2 separate regions of the Danio rerio genome follow, and region 1 is linked to region 2. Evidence: chromatin contacts called from public HiChIP or PLAC-seq data. All regions are on one chromosome and are shown on one strand. The core of a region is the stretch at or near the end of the contact, and the rest is flanking DNA. Distances in the headings are between cores, read along the strand shown.

Evidence for each region. HiChIP or PLAC-seq counts read pairs in DNA pulled down with a chosen protein or histone mark.
Region 1: an H3K4me3 HiChIP or PLAC-seq map of gastrula embryo shows a contact between it and region 2, with 3 times the contacts expected there. The contact joins the promoter of emx3 here to the promoter of ccdc69 in region 2. A contact is called at or near these places in 1 of 18 Hi-C or Micro-C datasets (embryo) and 1 of 4 datasets of contacts at active chromatin or transcription factors (gastrula embryo).

The regions. Positions count from the first base shown.
Region 1 is chr14:30,646,328-30,654,071 of GRCz12tu, forward strand. It overlaps emx3 (empty spiracles homeobox 3), which reads right to left and starts at 6,276. Exons shown (of 3, transcript NM_131279.2): 1 at 5,555-6,276. The coding sequence starts at 5,903.
Region 2 is chr14:30,519,176-30,526,544 of GRCz12tu, forward strand. ccdc69 (coiled-coil domain containing 69) reads left to right here and starts at 3,492. Exons shown (of 9, transcript NM_001423999.1): 1 at 3,492-3,635. The coding sequence starts at 3,588.

The DNA of each region.
Region 1 (7,744 bases), core at 5,026-7,525, 130 kb after region 2:
TAAAAAATGTTTATTACACCCACATTGTTTTGATGTTTTTTGTAATTCACTCAGTATCACTCAAAAAAAAAAAAACTCATTTAAAACAGAATAATACTGGCACTCTAATGACAAGCATGTCTTCATTTAGCAGATGTATTATCCAAAGGCTCCTTATGCTTTTACCCAAATAGGTGTTTTCCATAGGCACATCAGTGCAGACATTAAGCGCAGGATTGCATGTCTTAATTGAGCCACATGAGTTGATTTGAATAATTCCAGACACGGCCGATGGAAAGTGTGTTCACACCGCATCATTCGTGCCAACTCAACGTCTCAACACACTGGCAGTGCATTCAAAGCCGAGTCTTCGGCCGGCCCTCGTAATGTGGCATTACCCTGATTTTCATACAAATGCAGGCCTTTGAATCATTGCTGCTAAAATATAAATAGACGACCATGCTTGAAAAGATGCAAAAACATTTGTGATGAATATGTTAATCTTCAGTTAAGCAAATCTAAATCCCTTACATTTGGTCTGATTATACTCAACATGAGGCAATAGTAAAATTTTCGCTTCAGAGTAAACGTGATCGGCGCTCGACCCCAGACGACATCTGGAGGGCAGAGTCCATACGCCGTTTATTGCAAACACGCCGAGAGCGCAAAACATTTTTCATAAACAAATGGATGCGTCATTTATGTGACCACTTCAGTGTTTGGAGAGCCATGCCTGAAAGAATCTTCAGAAAGATGACGACCGCAATCACGGATAAACAAAATATTCGGTTACTGGGAGGACTGTGAAGTGACAAACCATGATCTTTTGTCAATGGAAAAGCATAACCAGAGTGTTTCAACGTTCGCATCAGGTGTGCAACCGCAAATGCACATCGGTAACATGCAAACGTCTCAAATAGATGTTTGCTGCTTCAATAACGACTTTTTCCGAGCATGAAATTTGGCTGGATTTGCGAATGCGGTTGGTCCTTTTGCCCACACGTAGGCCGTGAAGACTGTCAGTTGCTAAATGAATTAAACATTAATCCATCAAACACAAGTCATGCAGAAACACTACTAAACCCTCCAACCACAAATGTAGATAACCTAATTGAACCTAAATCCAAACGGTTTACACAGAAGCTATTCAATTTTTTAACACCGATCATCAAAGAAAGCACAATTGGGAGCACAAAAGATGCCTAATGGCATCACCAGAAGATGAAAAGAGGATTAACATGAGGCTGTTCGGACTTTAAGGCTCTTTAAAAACTCTGAAACCAAGCCTTTATCAGCAGACAATAGCTTTGAAGCGACTCCTTTCAGAGGAGCGTTCAGCCATCGCACACTGCCTGCTTAATAACACAGCACCAGCGCATTTCTAGACATCCTAAAATAGTTGCAACATTCTAGGTATTTGTTTCCTCAAAACGCAACGACTAGTCACAAGCCTTCATTAACAGAAGCTCCTAATAACCTGCGCACTCTACTTGGGTTTTGCTAAAAGCTGCATATTTTCTGTCACACACTGTCATTGACAACTGCTTTCAGCTGGCGTGTTGAAAACGCTTTGAACACCACGGGCAAAAACAATGGAGACATCTCTGTGCAAAAATGTAAATAATGAGTTGCACGCGGTTTGGAGGCGTTGAAAAGGCCTCCTTAAACCTTCCTCAAGGTGCACTGAGCGCCAACCAACCGAAGCCGGCCTAACTTCTCCAAACTCTGCAGGCAAAGTGAACTGGCGGGTCTGGCATCATCAGCATGTGTGGCATCACCTCGCCGTCTCTCGAGAAAAGTGCTGGATCAGACTAGCAGGCCAGAACACTGACACTGAGACTCCAGCCTCCTGAAGAGCTGGGAGACCCTCCGGGGGTTTGGACTCAAACACACACTGGCCTCTCCACGGCAAGAAAGGCCCCAACATGAGGAAAAGGGAACCAGATGGCACCCAGATCAGCTTTACTACCGTTCCCTTGGCACAAACAAGCTTGGTCTTGTCAGTGCTGTTCTCATTATAGGCAGGGAGAAGGTGGCCTGCACTGGAAAAGAAGGAGACTGTACTCTTTGGACTCTCGGGTTACACTGCGTCCCTGACGCACTTCAATTTTGTTGAAATATTACACAAATTTTAAAATTAAATGACTCAATTACTCAATAATTGACTGAATACACATTATTCTTTTACTAAAATTACTGCTATATTGTATGATATAACTGCAATTTCTGATAATACAGTGTTATTTGATAGATAGATAGATAGATAGATAGATAGATAGATAGATAGATAGATAGATAGATAGATAGATAGATAGATAGATAGATAGATAGATAGATAGATAGATAGATAGATAGATAGATAGATAGATAGATAGATAAGAGAATCAGTAAATTTTTATATATATATATATATATATATATATATATATATATATATATATATATATATATATATATATATATATATATATATATATATATATATATTTATTTATATAAAGTCAATTTATGACTTAAAATTGTTGAACAAATGTAAATAAAACTGAGAAATATTTTTTTCACAATTATCCCTCTTGTACATTGTCGTAATACAACACGTACATCGTCGTAGTGTTTTTGGAAGAAGCCTTTCATTTATGATAAAAAAACAACAACAACAAAAAAAACTTGCTGGTTGAATAAAAGTAACTTTAGGTCAGAGTTTGCAGCGGTATAAATAATTTTGGGCTTGACTACTTTACATGTATAAACTGCTTTTAAAAATAACTATTATAGGTGTATACAGTACATGAAAATCATTTTTAAGACAAGCATAATTTACAAGAAATACTATTTATTTTTTTCTACTTCACACATTTTCTAGCAATTCCTGATTTTCACACAAAAAGTTTTTGGCAATATGACTATTTTTCCCATTTGATTTACATCATAAAAATGTGTTGTTGTTTTTGAGTTCAATCAAATTTGCATAACAAAGTTGAAACCTGATAAAAGCATAAAAATGCATCATAAAAACACACATTGCTCATCATATATAAGTACACCCCTCAAATATCTCTCATTTAAATTAATATTTTCTATAGGAAGCTTTACAGTATTATATTTGTGCATATGCATTAGATTAGTCAGCACTAAAGCCAAATTTGGAGCTTATCTAACACAATAACTTAAGATAATGTTTCAAAAACTAGCACACCCAAATTTATATGTTAGAGAAAAATACTAAATAAAAAAATAAAAAGAGCAAAATTCAAAGAAACAAAAAAAATCTAAAATTTAGTTAAAATTGTAGGTTGTAATTTTTTCCCCAATATTTTGCACAGATTTAAATGTATTGTCTTTCAGTTTGTAAATATGTTTGGTGACTAAAATATTATTTTAATAAATATATCTGTTTAATAAATCTGTTTTGTTTAAATGCACAAAAATATATGACCGATATTCACAGAAAAATGGATACAAATATTCCTTTCCGAAATGGGATGTACTTAGTTATCCTGAGCACTGTAGGTTGTCATGAGTTTTTGATCATATAATTTCCACAGTCTACAATTTAACTGAGCATCTGAATGGTATATAAGTGCAGTGTTATTTTAATTATTTAGTTTCATCATTTTTTGGAACGACTCAGTAAAATCAGACACTCAACAGTGTACAGACGATGCCGCTGTTTATGTCTGGAGCTTCACAGATTTTTTTGCAACCTGATATCACACAAATCTCTGAAAAATGCATCAGTGCCACTGTCACAGTCTGCGAAATGTACCCATAACACAAAACCCAGCTCACGCACCACAGCAGGCCAGCTTGAGATCCTGTTTATCTTGTCCCGCATGATAGATTCGAGGACATGGACATTCAGGAAGTGTTAAAGAGTTAAAACCCATGGACACATTAGCGCCGACACTCTCCTCTTTCCCTCCCAATCCCCACGGCTGCATTTAGCCTTGTCTAAACAGTAGTTTTCTTGGTTATTGGACACCATCAGTGAGAGGACCGGCTCTGGGTGTAAACAAAGAGGCTCTATCTGAACCCCGGATCTGAGTAATAGTGACAACAACCTCTGACTTCCACCAATTACCTGAGCAATGCCCTGGAGGACTCGAGACCCTAACAGCAAATTTGACTGGGCTTCCCATCACACCCCTCTAGTCAGGCAATGAGTCAGACGGACAGAGCTACTGAGGGCTGCTTTAACAAATTGCCTGGTAAATTGGACCTCTCAGTATCAATTACGCTTTTTAAAGGACTCAATATGCAAACAGTGCAAGTAAAGCCATTAAATGATGATCTCAAATAAAAATATAGCAATATTACAATAAAATTTTAATTTTAAACAAGTTTTAAAACTTTCTATTTTTAATCTCACAAAGATCATTCAAATGTACATGTTTTATATCAAATTTATTGAAAATTATTAATTACTTTCTTCATCAATTTTATAAAGCATCCAAATAACTGCTAAAAAAGTTAACATGTCTTTTATAGTTAGCATACATTCACGTATTGCTTTTTGTTATGGTCATTGTAAGAGCTGTAAATCTTTATGGCAGTACAGTAATATAAACAAATGTGTTTCCTCTTTGTAGGAATCATAAACATAGAATAAATATGTTGTGTGTATCTCGACTATATGGAAAGATTTTCTTCCTCCGCAATAATGCAATTCAATCTTATACCGCATTTACCTTTTTAATTACAACGTCGTATAAATGCAGTGGATCTTAAAAAAAACTAATATTCCCAAAATAACATTTAGAAAATCATCATTATTATTATTATTATTATTTAATTTGTAAAATGGCAATTTATCTTTTAATTTTACTAAAATAATCCGAAAACGTTTTATTTAAACACAAAAGCTAATATATAAAGAGTTTATATAAAAACAAAAGGTATTTAGCATCTAGCATATTCTATTCAAATGATCTTAACTAGTCAAACATTGTCAACCTAAATGTGTTACATAAAACGGCGATTATCCTTCAGCCTAATATTTTATTTATGTTTGCCAGGCTATTATTTAGGCTATATTAAAGGAATAGGCCAACGAATGTTTGAAACAAACCGAAAAGAATGATTTGTATAAAACACTTTTCTTATCTTTTATAGCCTAATATAAATGTGTGATCGAAATAAGCGTTATGGCTTAATTTTGTTGACTGCGTACAATTGTTTTGAATTGTTTTATTATTGGTTATTGCGTAAACCAAATTGCGTACACAATCCAATTTAAAGTCAAAAGTTGAAATCTATTTGGACGTCATGATCTTGAGCTAGTTGTTATTTTTATTTTATATTATTTGATTAAAAGCCTGCCTCATGGACAGTTGTGATGTGTATGCAGTGCGACGCGTCATATTTAAAACAATGCTTAAATAAACACTGAAGTGAATGTAAACACATGATAATACTAACTCATTCTTTAAAAATATTCTGTTTTGTTGTAGTTAACACAAATATGTGCTTATGAATTCTATCAACAAGAAAACAGAGTTGTTTTTAACTTCATGGCCTCCACTGGTTTCAACATCCCTGTCACCGACTGAACACAGGTCTTCGCCCGGCTCCTTACCTTGAAACCGGTGTCCCAGATATCTGTTCCTCAGCACCCACGGGTAGAAGTTCAAGGTGTCCCTCTGGTGAGGACTGAAGAAGGGTTGTGTGGGGATCTGGAGGTGGCGCAGAGACAGGCCGGAGTTGGTGGAGTGAGTGGCCGGGTCTGTGAACATCATCTCTGGGCTGCTGCTGTACAGTGTCCTGCCTGAATTCTGGAAGCAGCTGCCAAAGGGGGAAGGATGGATGGACTCAGTAAACCTCAGAGCAGTGGGTCTGATGGGCTCGTCTGCAGCAGCGTTTGACGAATTGGAGTCTTTACCCACAAGAGATTCAATCGTGAAGCACTTCTTATTGTGCTGGAACATTGTGCTGAGTTATTAAAAATATTCAGTTAAATAGAAAAGAAGTCAGGTCACTCTGAACCCGATGATGGAGTGAAGCCAGGATTCTTAAAAAAGTCAAGAAGATAACATTTATATAGTCCCTCTACAATCCATAACTTCAGAAGTCTCCTCTGGCTCCGTTAACTTCGTTGGTTGCAATACACTTCCAATAGCTGCAAATGGACGAGAGAGTTCTGTCAGCAGTTATGTTGAAACTCATTCAGATCTCATTGATGTCCTTGTGTGAGCAGAACTCGTGCACCGTCGGAAACTGTCTCGTATGTGAAGCAGGCATGGGCTCCTCGGATGCAGGTCGCTGCGAGCTCTTCATATGATCGATGATCCGTCAGTTTGTGCGCCAGGGCTTGTCAAGCGCCAACTTCAATACCTGCTCGCGGAGCTCCGGCTGCGAGGTGTGGTGCGCATGCGCAGATCCAAGCGCGACGCACTCGCAGTCAATTACTGCCATTTTGTGTTGTGTAAAGAAATTCTGTGTTTGCTACAAAGAGTTCAACAACATATGAACGGAGGCGTCAAAACAAAAAATGTATGAAGGCTAGACATAAATTTAAAATGAGCCAGACAAACCCTCAAAACTGAGTCTTGATGTCTTAATGAGCTTATTGAGCTAAGAGAAAAACTAAATAACTTGGCCTGCCATTTGATTTAGGCAACATGTTTTTTTAAATGCATTGCGTTATTTATTTAGATATTAAGCTATTTGTTTATATAGTTATTTATTTGTAGTCGAAATCACAAATAGAGTTTTATTAATATCCTAATAATTGTGTAGGCTAGTATAAACGGTCTCACAATTATTAGGCTAACGGTTTACTTTTTCTTTTTACACTGAAATGTTCGGCCTATATATATATATATATATATATATATATATATATATATATATATATATATATATATATATATATATATATATATATATATATATATATAAACACAAATTAAACAATATAAATTTTCTTTACATTTGCTCAATTATGTTGTGTCCCCTTATATAAGAATTAAAACGCTAACATCACAACAACGAATAAAAACCTTAAATCACGAAATTCCTTGTCAGCTAATGATCAAATTACTTAGCCTATTAGGTTACTGTTATATAATTAGGCTATAATAATTATAATTATAATTATTAATATCATAATAATAGCCTAAATTAGTTTTGATTTGTATTGTAATAATAATAATTCGTTAAATTAGCTTTAATGAATCTTTTAAGGAAGAATAGTCTAATAAACAGAAAAAAAGTGTAGGCTAAATGTTAAATGGGTTCACAACAAACAAATGAACTGGTTTAATTAGTTTAAAAGTGCTTTCTTCGGCTGGTCGATCATCATTTTTAACCAATTAAAAACAATTGTAACCGAAACATTTTGTAAGCAATTAGATTGGTTCATTCATTTTTAACAGTTTAACTTGGGGTTTTATTCGTTGTAAAAGCAAAGTAGGCTATTTTGTAAGAAACACAATGAAACCTTGGTTCACCCAAAAGTGAACATTTCCTTTCCATTTGCGCACATTCAAATAAACTTTTATGATTTTTGTTGAACACAAAACAAGAAATTCTGGAAAAACTGCCCCTAACATCCATGGAGGGAAAAAAGGCACAGGTTGTTTTATTACATTAAAAACATCTCTCTTTGTGTTAAACAGAAGAAAAACAAGTTTTGAACAAATGGAGGATTATAATGGCAGAATATAAACAAATGTTAGGGCGAACTATCCCTTTGACGCACACATATCACTCGTTTTTATGAGCAGAAATATCAAGGCAACTGTGAGCTTAAGTATTTTCTGACGGT
Region 2 (7,369 bases), core at 2,242-4,741:
CATTTTCTCACAACACAAACATTTTACGAAAACATGCTGCATTTTCACACAACACAACAGAAAAGTTTCAAGAAGACCCTAAAATGTGACAGACCTGGCTATATAGGTTATGGTTATCTACGTAGGCTAATAAATACTAAAGACACAGGAATCAGGATATTAAAATAAACAACCAAAAAACTCACCTTTCAAAGATTTCTGACTACTTCACGTAGCAATAGTCATGACACAGCAGTGTCCATCATGTTTTGGGTCTACTTGAAACATTCCCATAGTCTGTTTTTTTGTGTTGTGAGAAAATGTAGTGCGTTTTTGTAAATTGTTTGCATTGTTAGAAAATGCAGCACATTTTATTCATTTGTTTATGTTGTGTGAAAATGCAGCACTCCTATTTTAATGTGTATGTGTTGTGAGGATTTGCAGCACTTGTGCTGTAAAACCGCTGAAAATCTTTTCTTAATTTGCATTTTTTGTGATTGCATGTTTTGTAAAATCGCAACACGTTAAGCTCTCTCGGCCGTAGTTAGTTTTGAAGATTCTTTATCTTCTTTGGTGATGACGTTTATTTGCACTGATGGTTTAATTAAGAGCTTTTAACGTCCTCAGAAGATTCTTCACACCTTGAAACAAAGGCTATTTTAAGAACTGTTCACTGAAAGATTCTATAAGCATCCCAAATATTTTACTCTGGACAACTAAACCAGTCTTGTGTTGTATGTAATGCAATAGTAAAAAAAAACATTGTATTGGTATTGTATGATAGACCTTTTATTAAACATTATACTATCAATTAAAAAGTCATGTTACGTAAAGATTTTTATACATATCCTATTTTAAATATCAAAACTCAATTTCTGATTAGGCTTTTTGTGCATTACTAAGCATTAGGTCCAATTTTAAACACAAGTTTCTCAGTATTTATTTTAAACCCTCAGATTCTCTATTTTCTAATAGTTGTATCTCAGAAAAAAAATAATATCTTCTCCTGTTCTTTAATGGATCTCAATTTCAAAAACTGACTTTTGTGGTCCAGGGTCACAAAGGCCTCTTCTATGGAACCTTCATTTTTAGAGTTTATTCTTTAGTAAACTTTAGCCGATGATTTTCTTAATAGCAATACTGCATGAAGGTGTTAGCATAGCAATAAACAGTTAATATTAAAAACCTGTACTATTGAGGAAGCATTAACACACCAATGTATTCTGATGTGTGAAACATACCCAATTTCTTCAGAATTTAAATCATGTTACTTCGTACAATCAGTGTGGGGCATCTTGAAAAACTGGAATCTATTCAGTTGAATGAGAAATCTATTCTATTATTGTAACATTTAAACTTCCCCATGACCTTTGACTTGTATGCTACGTTCACATACTATCAGAATTAACATGAATATGAGTTTCCTTGTCAAAAATTTACATCTGACATCGTATTCACTACTTGGAAACTCTCAGGTAATGTTGATAGGCTACTTGAGTTTCTGAATGCTGCATTTTGCTAGAACTTCTTTGTTAAGCTGCTTTGACACAATCTACATTGTAAAAGCATTATAGAAGTAAACATGAATTAAACATGATTTAATTTTTTTTCTATTCGACAATAATGCAGTTGAATGCGTCAGTGTTTATGCCTTGAATTCGGAGAAAGGCAAAATTCAAGGCATAAACATTCAACTTGGAAACAAGGAAACAAGTTCAACTTGACCAATAAAAGCTTTGCACCAAAATACCAGAAATGCTAACCAAAAAGGTTTTTTTAAAAATATATTTTATTGCAATAACAACAGGCAATTAAAACAGATAGAAATACAAACAGATAGAAGTAGTAAAAACAATACAAGTATTACTTTTTTTGCAACAAGAGAATGTGACAATTTTAAAGAAATATAACAATAGTAAAGCAAAAGAAAGACAATGAGAAAGAAAAAGAATAAACAAAAAAGATAAGTAAATAAGAGAGGGCACATGAAAAAAATATACAAATTAATGCAGAATATTAAATAAAGCACGTTTTATAAGTTAGAGACTCTGTAATGATTTTCAAGTACAGTTCCAATTCCAAGTCTCGTTTAAAAATACAAAATTTAGCTTATATTAAGTATATATACATATAAAAAAAAACTTTCCAATAAATAGGCTTATACAAAAAGTTGAATTAAGGAATTGCAGTTCTTTGATATAAAACCCTGAAATAATATGTTTGTAGCTTAAAGAAAAGTTACCTTTTGGACAATTAAAGAATTTACTTCAGACCAGAAATATTTAACAAAAAGACATTCCAAAAACAAGTGAGCAACAGACTTAGAAAAGTCTCACAGAAAGAGCAAAAGATGTCAATGTCATTTTTGATTTTCTGTAAAAAAAAAATGTTTAACTGGATATAATATATGAATACTTTTAAAAGATATTTCTTTAATTTTATTTCTTTAAAAAGAAATCATGGAGGAGTGACCAAACATGCGATCATTTAATATCATCAAAAGGTTGTTACAATAAGAAATAAAAGAGGGATTTGAGATGGCAATATCTAAAAATAAAGACCAGATTTTATGATTTTTTTTTTTATTTAATTAATTTTTTGTAGAAAAACAAATAGATCCAACAACAGTAGAATCAGGCATATGGGGACATACAGTAATCATTTAATTATCATTATTTCTAAAAAAACAACAACAAAAAAACACAAATCTCAGAGGAGATGGCCTAACAAATAATTAAAAACATTTTTTTAGATATGTGCAGGGCATATCCTAAATTAAGTAGCATTACTGTCAAATAACTGGTTCACTAATATCCCCCATTATTGAAACAGTTATTATAGAATTAAGATTTCCTTTATTACTATTGTTTCAAATTTAAAAAAATGTATGGTGAGAAATTGTGCTCATAAATAAGTTTCCACGCCTGAAGGAATTTCTGATGAAAATGGGAAAGTTTGATAGAAATTTTATTAATTGAGAAATTACACATTAATAGAAAGTCAATGCCTCCTAATTGAGAAAATACATTTTATTAATCCATGGATTACAGTGCAAATAGAAGGTTAATTGTGGAGAAAGCGTTTAAGCCTATTTATTTTTAGGTATTATATTAAGTGAATCACAATCTGTGAAGTTTAAGACACCCTTATATCCTGACCAAAAAGTGCTTATTTAAATGATTCAAGGTTTTATTTAGCATATTTACATTGAGTATTTAAACTACTTTCTCATCTGTCTAAAATAAAATCCCGTTGAAACACCCTTTATAACTTTTATAATTTGAAACACTAATAAAATAATATTCATAAGACATTGTCGATACTAACAAACGAACAATAAAAACCTTTTCCCAAAAGTACACTCGAGGAACCTGCGGCGAACATCGGTTTACGCAGCTGTGCACTGATTCACCTAATCGTTGATGCAAATGTCCAGCCTGCGTTTTGGAGCGCAGCCGTGACTCTGTAGTTCCCGCCCCTCCGCCTCAGTCCCAGCCTATTCGAGCAGATCATGAGGGCTCGCATTTGAACTGCTGCAGGCACCCAAAAACTTAACGTTACTATCACACCGAAGAACACAGGCAGAAAGAGCGGAAAGTCAGAGGAGCATGGGTTGTCACAACAGCAAAGTTTGTGGCCAGGTCTCCAAGAAAAAGGTAGATCGTTTTTAATTACATTTTCATTACCTACCTACATGTTGAAATAATACAAAGTTACAATGAGACTCGCAGCAAAGCCTCCAGCGTTTGAAACCCTGCAAAAACACCACGTGTAAATGTATTTGTATTCAGGGAGCCACACTTGTTTTGTTCTCTCGAATCACTTGTTACTTCCTCCCTAATGCGTTAAGTTAGTCGATGCGAAAGCTCTCCTGTTAGTTTGTCGACTTGTGAAAGTTTTAATTAGAAACAGATGCCGGGTTCAACAGATGAGATCTACTGTTGTTTAAAATGCGCCGCTGACATCCGTTATGACAAATTAAAGGCGTGTTATCCTGCATTTAAGTGTGATCACTAAGAGCTCACTTTTAAAATGTTCCGCATTTCGGTCAAATGACAAATCAGGATGTACGAAGTGATAAAAAGGTGAGATCTTCTGTAAAATGTAGTTTAAAACACGTTTGCCAGGTTATATAAACTCCCAGTGTTCGTGCAGGCTTCACTGAGCGAAAGTTGGATTTATATTTTCACATTCATTCATTTTGAAGTCATTTTGAATGGTTGGTCTGAAATAGCATGTATGACTTCAAAACAACACAAGCACTATTTGGTTGACTGTGAACAAGGATGTGCTTTCATTGTCATTGGCTGGTAATTTGGTTTCCCTGTTTAGAGTTGACAAACAATACTTTTGTGAAATTATATTACTAATGAAAAAATCTGAATTAAACAATAAAGTTGTCACAACCTGTCACGGTTTAAAAAAAGGAACGAAAGTGCCAGTATAAAACCAACTTTACCTCAGTGTTGGCTTCATACATTTTTGCAAGTATTTTAGCCTATATTTGCTTTACACATAGTATTATTTTTAATAAATATTTGCATATTTATACCACCTACACATTTAAAAAGACAGAAGTTAGTTCAATTATTAGTTTTTATTGCAAAGGTGTAAAATGGTTTAATTTAATAATAAATATTGATGTCATTGGACCAACAAGGCATTCACTTAAACCTCAAATTTGTCATTGCATGAGAAAATTCATTCATAAAATACATTCCTTTGGCTATCAAACATGGAGTGCAATGAAATCTGGCTTTGATAGCGACAGGGTCAAGCTTTCATTAGCCCAGATTGCTGAAGGATTTAGATTCACTGGGCTTGGATGTGACACACACACAGGGTCCCTACTGCCCAAGTTTCACACTACAAGTTTTAATGCGACCTATAAACAGACAGAGTTCATTTGGTCCTGTTAATCACATAGCCATGTGTTAGTATACTTGACATGGACAACTGGAGAAGTGTGAAAAGTCTCTGAAGACTAAACAGAGAAAGCCTTCCACTCGCTATTACAGCGTCTGTTGGAGTTGCATCAAAAGCGAATAACCACATGACGGTGAAGTGTAATAAAGCCAAGCCTTCATTAAAGTTCCAGAACATTTGGTTCCCTGCCACAGAGAGCCAGCAAATGCATAATAGACTTGTTGTGGATTAAGCTGTATTATGAGATGGAAGCGGTTCCTGTTCTGGCTTTTTATTCCCAACTAATTGTGAAAAGTAACCTAGTCTACTGAATTGTTTCACAATCTATCTAAAAATGCAGACCTTCAAGCTATGGACAGGATGACATCATTTGCTTTTGGTGCCTTTCAAACTGGAGATTACATCAAGAATAAATGTCGTGTTTTGGTTGGCTCGTGTCCTACACTGACACACAGCCATGCATGTCTTGTCATTTCCCATATAAGCAGTCTCATGTGGCACAGAGAAACGAATCTCACTATTTATTAACCAAGGAAGGTTTGACTATGTTTGACTGACTCCTGTTGTTCTTGACTGAAGCCAACACCCTCAATGAGCAGCTCAACCAAAAATGAAAATTCTGTCATCGCTTGCAAATTTCATGTTGTTGCACAATTCTGGATATACAGCTTCTTTTTTCGACTCTATTCCCCTTGATTCTTAATGCTAAATAAGGACTAAATAAAAATCAAATAATATATTTTCAGGTTGAATGATAATTGCTGCAGTTTATTAAAAATTAATTAATTTAAATTAATTAATTAAATTGTAACAAAATTGCTGGATAAATCAGTGTTTGAACCAACCTCTTGAAAAGATAATTACACAAAAACTGTATATATATTTTTTAAACAGTTGCTTGTCACAACCATCTACTGGCAGTAGACGTGCTATGGTGCTATTATTCAATAATTCCATATATTGCGACAGTGGGTATTCTCTAAGGCTGGGCTGATAAACGATATTATATCGAATCACAATAAAATGTATGTCAATAACAGTGATAAGCTCTGGACTTTTTAAAATCTATATTGGTCTAAGAGCCAATCACACAGCAGAAATATGCAACAATGGGAATGTAAAAGTGTGTTGATATTAGAGATGTATAGAATTTTCAGCTATTATGGTTGTGCCATTTAATGGACCATATCATTTTTGTGGCTTCAGTCATTGTTGGGGTACTCTTTTTAAATCTGGAAGCATTTACTTCTATCGGAATGTATATTGTTATCATTCAATGTGGAAAATAATTATCGAGATTTGCATTTTTTTCCTTATTGCCCATGTCTTGTATTCTCTGTACTTTACTTCTTAAACTGCTTTTACACAAAATATGACTTGACAATGAACGAGCGCAATATTAGTATCGTGAACCTTTCAAAATGTGAACAATTATTATTTAAATGTTTACTGCGCTTTAAGAATATTCAGATTGCATTTGCAGTGGTGTTTATAACAGTGGCATATCCTTTTAGATTTAAAATCATAACATTTTCATATGCTATTCAGGCCTATTATATGCTGAACTATTACTTCTGTGACTATAGGATAAGCATACTGTAGGATGATAACCGGTTTTAAGGTTTACATCGGTTTGGGAAAGTAAAGATTTTAAAACTGCAAAAAAAATTCTGTTATTTTGTTCTTAAGGTATCTGTATTTGTTTTAAATGTGTTTTTTATGTTTTGTAAATAAATCTGTGTTTTTAAAACTAATGAAGAGAGCAGAAGTCAATGATTATTTTAATTATTTAGCCTGACATGTTTACTGTTCCAAAATATTTTAAATGTTTCCTAAAATAAAGTATACTGTGTTCAATGCAGAATTTTATTTTACTTTTTATTCATTTAAAAAGAACACATTTTAGAGCAGTATTCACAATACTGTGAAACCCTGATATTTTTATCCAAGGTAATCATACTATACGAAACTTATACCGGTCCATGCCTACTAGAACAATTGTACATTAACACTGTGCAATAAGGTTCCAATAATTAACATTAGTTAATTTAACCGAACTCAAGGGTTTTTATTCATCTGATGTAGGGTTATGCGATTTGGGAAAAATATTTAATTGCAATTTTTTTACGTGTTTCAATCTGATTTGCGATTTAATTTTGTAATCCAGCTTTAGCTCAGTAATCTGTATCGTTGCTTCTTCCTGCTAAACTGCAGTGAGTGTTAGTTAAAAAAGGAACTGAATAGATATTAACTTACTTAAACATTGATTCAAATTTGATTTTAAATATTCCGAATGAAACACTAATTTTTTTTCTAAAGCCACAAACAAAATGACCTTACCTTTCTGTGAACAAGTTAAAGTTAAATGAGGGAGAAGGTTTAGGTTATTATAAAAATAAAAATAGTTATAATTATAATTATAAAAATGCAGAACACTTCGCAAACAAACATGGCTGAAACAACT